2 separate regions of the Sus scrofa genome follow, and region 2 is linked to region 1. The links are chromatin contacts, called in public HiChIP or PLAC-seq maps. All regions are on one chromosome and are shown on one strand. The core of a region is the stretch at or near the end of the contact, and the rest is flanking DNA. Distances in the headings are between cores, read along the strand shown. Region 1 holds the start of FOXO3 (forkhead box O3). Region 2 overlaps FOXO3 (forkhead box O3).

Region 1 (2,674 bases), core at 125-2,624:
CGGTTCTCTACTCCTGGACCCGCTGCTTGAAACAGCTCCAGAGGCCAGGCCTCAGCGGGGAAGCAGCAGGTGCAGGACAGTTCCCGCTGAGGTGGAAGGGCTGGCCGGGTCGGGGCCCAGATCATCTCAGAGGCTACTCAGAGGAAGGTTTAAGGTTGAGACACCTCTTAGGAATAAAGGTGTTAACACACGCAAGGAAAGAGAGCCGGCCAGGAAAAGGTTTACAACCACTGCTTTTTGTAATGGGATCGATGTGCCTGTGGGAGTTAACACCTACAAGCCTGAAACTTGGACACAGGGGTTCTCATCTGGCTAGTCTCAACACACCACGCTTAGGCGACCGACTGGAAACCACAAATCCAACCCCTCCTCTGGGCACTGATTCCCAAACAAGTCCCCTCACTCCACCCGCAGCGGCCTCGCCGCACCCCCACTACGGGGAAACCTGCTCCAAAGCTGGCCGCGGACGTACCTCCTCCGCTACAACCCAGGAATCGGGCAAATGCACTCCTGCCCATCTGGCCAAGCCTGAGGCTTCCCCAGGAGCCTCCTCTCCCGCTCCCGCCGCGTCCGCAGCGGTCCCCGGGCTCCCCTCCTCCGGAGGTCACACAGAACCCCCAAAGCCTTACAGCTGAGGCTCTCCCTGCCAACCCCTCTCCCGGGCGCCCGCAGGCGCGCTCGGACGAATCGAAGGCGCGTCTCGCACTGCGCAGGAGACCGGGCGGGTCTGTCCGCCCGTCCGAGGTGGGTACGCACCTTCCAGCCGGCAGAACTGTTGCTGTCGCCCTTATCCTTGAAGTAGGGCACGCAGCGCACCATCCACTCATAGATCTGGGACAGAGTGAGCCGTTTGTCCGGGGAACTCTCGATGGCGCGAGTGATCAGATCGGCGTAGGACAGGTTCCCCCAGGCGTTCCGCCGGGAGGAGCATTTCCTCGGCTGCCCGGAGCCCCCAGCCGCCCCCGGCTGCGGCGGTGGCAGTGGCTGCTGAGGCTGCAGCGGCGTCTGCGTCCCTCCGCTCAGCGCGCCCGCCGCGGAGGCTGGGCCGGACCCGGGTTCCTGCCCTCCGGGAGCCAGCAGCCTGGCCGAGTCCTCCAGGAGCAGCCCAGAGCCCAGCGGGCCGCCCCCGCCGCCGCCGATCGCCATGGCCGAGCCGGCCCTACCGCCGCCGTCCTCGTCGTCTTCATCGTCCTCCTCCTCGGGGATCATGGAGTCAGCGGCCGCCTCCCCCGAGGGCTTGGCCGGGCTCCCCTGGAGCTCCGGCCTCTGCAGGGGCCACGTACAGGAGCGCGGACGGCTCTGGGGCTCGAACTCCGGGTCCAGCTCCACTTCGAGCGGAGAGAGCGGGACCGGGGAGGCCGGCGCCTCTGCCATCTTCGCCGCCTGCCCGCCCGCGGCTCCGGCTCTCACACTCTCCTCTTGCGCCGGGGCGGGGTGCGGCGGGGGAGGGACGGGGGCGCCGCGAAGGCTCGGGCTCCCGGGCGCCGCCGCCGCTGCTACTGCCGCCGCCTGGGAAAGCACGAGAGGAGAGAGAAGGAGAGTTGATTATCCCGGGCTGGAGCTCAGTCCCCGGCGAGTCCTCGCCCGCCGCCGCCGCCGCCGTTTCCCGACCACACCGCGCCCGCCTCCCAGGAGCAGGCAGACCTGGAGACGTGCGTCCCGCGAACCTGGCGCTGCAGACGCCACCCCCTGGTCAGGCCGCGGGGGAGACAGGAGCGAATCGACAGGCTCGCACGGGGCAACCCCCTCCCCCCGCCGCCACCGCCAGCGGAGCTGCAGGTCTCCACTGGGCTAGGTGGCGGGGCGGGGAAGAAGGGGGAGGGGCGGGGCGGGGGAGGGGCGCGAGCCGCGCCTTTAAAGCGGGCAGCAGCCCGAGCTGGCGCAGCCCAGACGCGGTCGGAGCCTGAGCCCGGGTGTGCGTGCGTTTGTTTATGTTTCGCTCCGGCCCGCACAAGTGCTTCCCGCGGCGCCACCGCCGCCAAAGTCTGTGGCGTCTTCGGCTCTTCTCCCCGGCCTGGTCCCGGCCCCGCCGCCTCCGCGCTCTCCTGCCATCCCCTCCCAGCGGAGGACCCGAGCCCGAGGACTGCGCGGGCAGTCCCCTTCTCCTCTCTTCGCCCGCGGGCCGAGAGGGCGAATGTGGGTCCGAGCGCAAACGGGCCCTTGTCACTTCCAGGAACAGGGAAAGACGGGAAGAAGGGAGACAAGCAGCTCAGCGGGTGTTTGCCAAGGGTCGAGCTGAGCAGCAACGGCCACTTTGGGGGTGGTGTGGTTTATTTTCTCGCGGGCGTTGTGCCCTCCACCCCTTTCCCTATAAGAACGGGGGGGAGGGGAGTAGTCGAAACGTAAATCTTCCAACAGGTCAGGAAGCACAAGTCTCCCAGGCCAACAGAAAACCCGGACCAGCACGTTCATCACCTCCTTGCTCCCACTGCTGCCATCTTGACAGTTTCCCCCCTTCACTCAAGTCCTTTAAAAACACTAGCGGGAGAGAAGAAGGGCGCGCACACCGAGTCACGGGGAGGGAAAAGGGAAGCGCCTGGCCCAGCTCGGAAGCAGATCCGGAGTCACCGGGAAGGCGGCCGCCCCGCTGCACAGCTCCGGCGCCTACCTCGGTTCCTTCCCTTCAGTGACGAGGGGGGAGGACGCACAATCCCGCGCGGGCCCGGGGCGCGGC
Region 2 (2,674 bases), core at 63-2,562, 46 kb before region 1:
ATCCTTAACCCACTGAGCAAGGCCAGGGATCGAACCTGCAACCTCATGGTTCCTAGTCAGACTTGTTAACCACTGAGCCACAACGGGAACTCCCCATATATATTTTTTTTAATCCGAGGTACATGTCTCCTGAGTTTAACGGAAGGACTATAGCCTAGGCAACAAGCAACCTGGGGTCAACAGTCAAGTCCTTTAGACATGCTACCAGCCTGTAGGCATGTGTGCTGTCAGCCCTAAACCACAACTGAAGAACCTGTGATGATGTGTGCCACTCAAGAGATCCAACCTAAGAGGTTACTTGGTTGACCCATGTGGCTGACCCAGAAACACAAATACCTTCACCCTAGAAGTGATCCATATCATTACTTCAAGAGAAGTACACTAAGAAACAAATCCACTTGACCTCTCTGGTACCTCTGCCTACCTTCTCAACAGAGCACCTTCGATCTCGATACTCTATGTTCACCACCATCTTAAAGGAAGTAGAGAGGACGGAGAGTGTTTTGGCTGATGTGAAAACCAAAGAGATCAAGACCCAGTGCTCTACTTTGACCAAGGTCACTCAGCTACACCTGGCCTAGAACCCAGGCCGCTCTCCATGAATGGTAGACACCACCCAGTGAGCACAACCATTCCTACCCAGAGCCTCTCCCAGGAACAACTCTGGGACCTGTCTTGCCTCACTGAAACAAAACCTTCTGGAAGTGACGTGATGATTCAATTTATTTGGGAGGAAAGGCTAAAAATAGTAAGGCTTAGAGATAATCCATTTACTCAGCTTACCGGTAATAAACCATCGCTTTAGTGAATGTGAATTACAGTAGGCCAATCTTAAAGACATTTGAGAACTAACCTCCAATAACCTCTTCTGCATCACAGCCTCTGTGAACTGCCCCTTTGGATTAAGGCAAAAATTTTGAGGCTGGGTGAACACACACATACAGCTGGAGGAAGCACCCAGCCTACCTTGATGTTAACAGAAAGAAGCCCTCTACACCTCTGAACACTGGCCGCTGAAGCAACTATCCTGAGGTGGAGACAAATCTGCCAGGGAACTCAGGGCCAGTTTTCTGACCTGGCAGGGTAGGGGTAAAGGCAAAGAAAAGCTTAACTTTTTTTTTTTCTCTCTGAGAATAGCATGTTTCTCTTCAGGCTCTGAAGAAGTGACAATGAGAAATGCTAAACCCTATAAAAGGATTAAGGCCAAAAGAAGAGCTTTTAAATTGTTTTCTGCTTATAAACACACACTGGGTTTTTAAATAAACCCAAAGACAGCTAAAAGGAATCCTAAATGGTACACTCTGTTCAGAATCCCTAGAGTTGGCTAGCAGGTAGGATATTTGGTTTCCGGATTTCTGTCAGGGTATTTTTGTTTCTGGATTTTGTTTTTGATAGAGAAACTGCAGATGCATCAGAAAATGGTCTGTTCTTTCTTTCGTTCTTTCTTTCTCTCTCTCCCACCCTCCCTCTTTTTTTCTAACACGAGTTCTAAAAAGTTCAGTACCCTTCTACTTCGTTTGGACTGGATCTCTAATCTAGTCCATGTTCCATGTCCCTCTGGGGGAAAATAGATAATTCCCAGGTAGAATAAGCCTTTCTGGTAGAACTACCGGTAATAACAGCAAATACATGTGTGACAGGCAACTGTCAATAATCTTGAAGTGAAGCAGGGGTGTGTCAATTTATCCACACATCCAGCTTTCCAAGGGGCTGAACTGGAGATTCCACTCAACTCAAGCGTTCTCAAGATGATTCTGAGAATAAAACAGACACTCATACTTAACATAGAGAAAGCTGAGATGATCTTGAGACCAAGAGGAAGTATGCATATGAATGTCTTACGTTATTCCTGATGAATAAAATGAGGGACAAGACTAGAATTTCTACATGTTCTTCAACTCTGACATTCTATGTCCTCCAAAAATGTCAGCAGAGAAACTAGTACTGAAGGTCATACCTGCCATCAACTCTCAATATGCAACTGTGCTGAACCAAGACACTGGTAATGATCAAGATTAGTTCCTCCACGAAACCCACTGTTAAAGAATACACATTTCAGGGCTTTCTAATATTAGGCATCAAAAGACATTTACTGAGTGAATGAATAAGTTTCTTCATTAATATCTGAAGTAAAACATGCAAAGAATTTAATCTGTAAGCCCTTAAAGGATGCTTATATCTCACTACATGTCAGAAAAGCAAGTAAGAATATGGGGCCTCCCTTGGGCTTTGGAGACTGAGCTGAATTCCTCCACGGTCACTTGGGCATCTGCATAGAGCATGACACACAGGGCCAGAAACAAATGCATCTTACAGCCCAATTTTCAAGACACGTAATCTCACCAGGACCAGAAAACACGGTATTAGCAAGTAAGTTTCTGAAGAAAGGAGTATAGGAAATAATCTTCTTCAACAGTACTCCAATTTGTGATTTAATTTTTTTTTTTTTTTTTTTTTTTGGCTTTTCTACGGCCGCATCCACAGCATATGGAGGTTCCCAGGCTAGGGGTCCTATTGGAGCTACAGCTGCTGGCCTATGCCAGAGCCACAGCAACTCGGGATCCAAGCCATGTCTGCAACCTACACCACAGCTCATGGCAACGCCAGATCCTTAACCCACGGAGTAAGACCAGGGATCGAACCCGCAACCTCATGGTTCCTAGTCAGATTCGTT

What was found. HiChIP or PLAC-seq counts read pairs in DNA pulled down with a chosen protein or histone mark.
Region 2: a contact with region 1 is called in an H3K27ac HiChIP or PLAC-seq map of skeletal muscle. The contact joins the enhancer-like site here to the promoter of FOXO3 in region 1. A contact is called at or near these places in 1 of 5 promoter capture datasets (fetal liver), 11 of 47 Hi-C or Micro-C datasets (alveolar macrophages, blood, fetal heart ventricle and 5 more) and 2 of 2 datasets of contacts at active chromatin or transcription factors (alveolar macrophages and skeletal muscle).

What each region holds. Positions count from the first base shown.
Region 1 is chr1:74,628,395-74,631,068 of Sscrofa11.1, reverse strand. It overlaps FOXO3 (forkhead box O3), which reads right to left and starts at 1,374. Exons shown (of 2, transcript NM_001135959.1): 1 at 757-1,374. The coding sequence starts at 1,374.
Region 2 is chr1:74,674,744-74,677,417 of Sscrofa11.1, reverse strand. The region is part of intron 1 of FOXO3 (forkhead box O3); the gene reads right to left. Among named protein-coding and RNA genes, the nearest start is that of FOXO3, 46 kb to the right of the region's middle. Within about 2 kb of position 1,312, at least 3 of the 83 cell types and tissues checked have an H3K27ac peak or open chromatin away from gene starts, as enhancers often do. A contact at or near this core is called in alveolar macrophages and skeletal muscle, where this site is marked.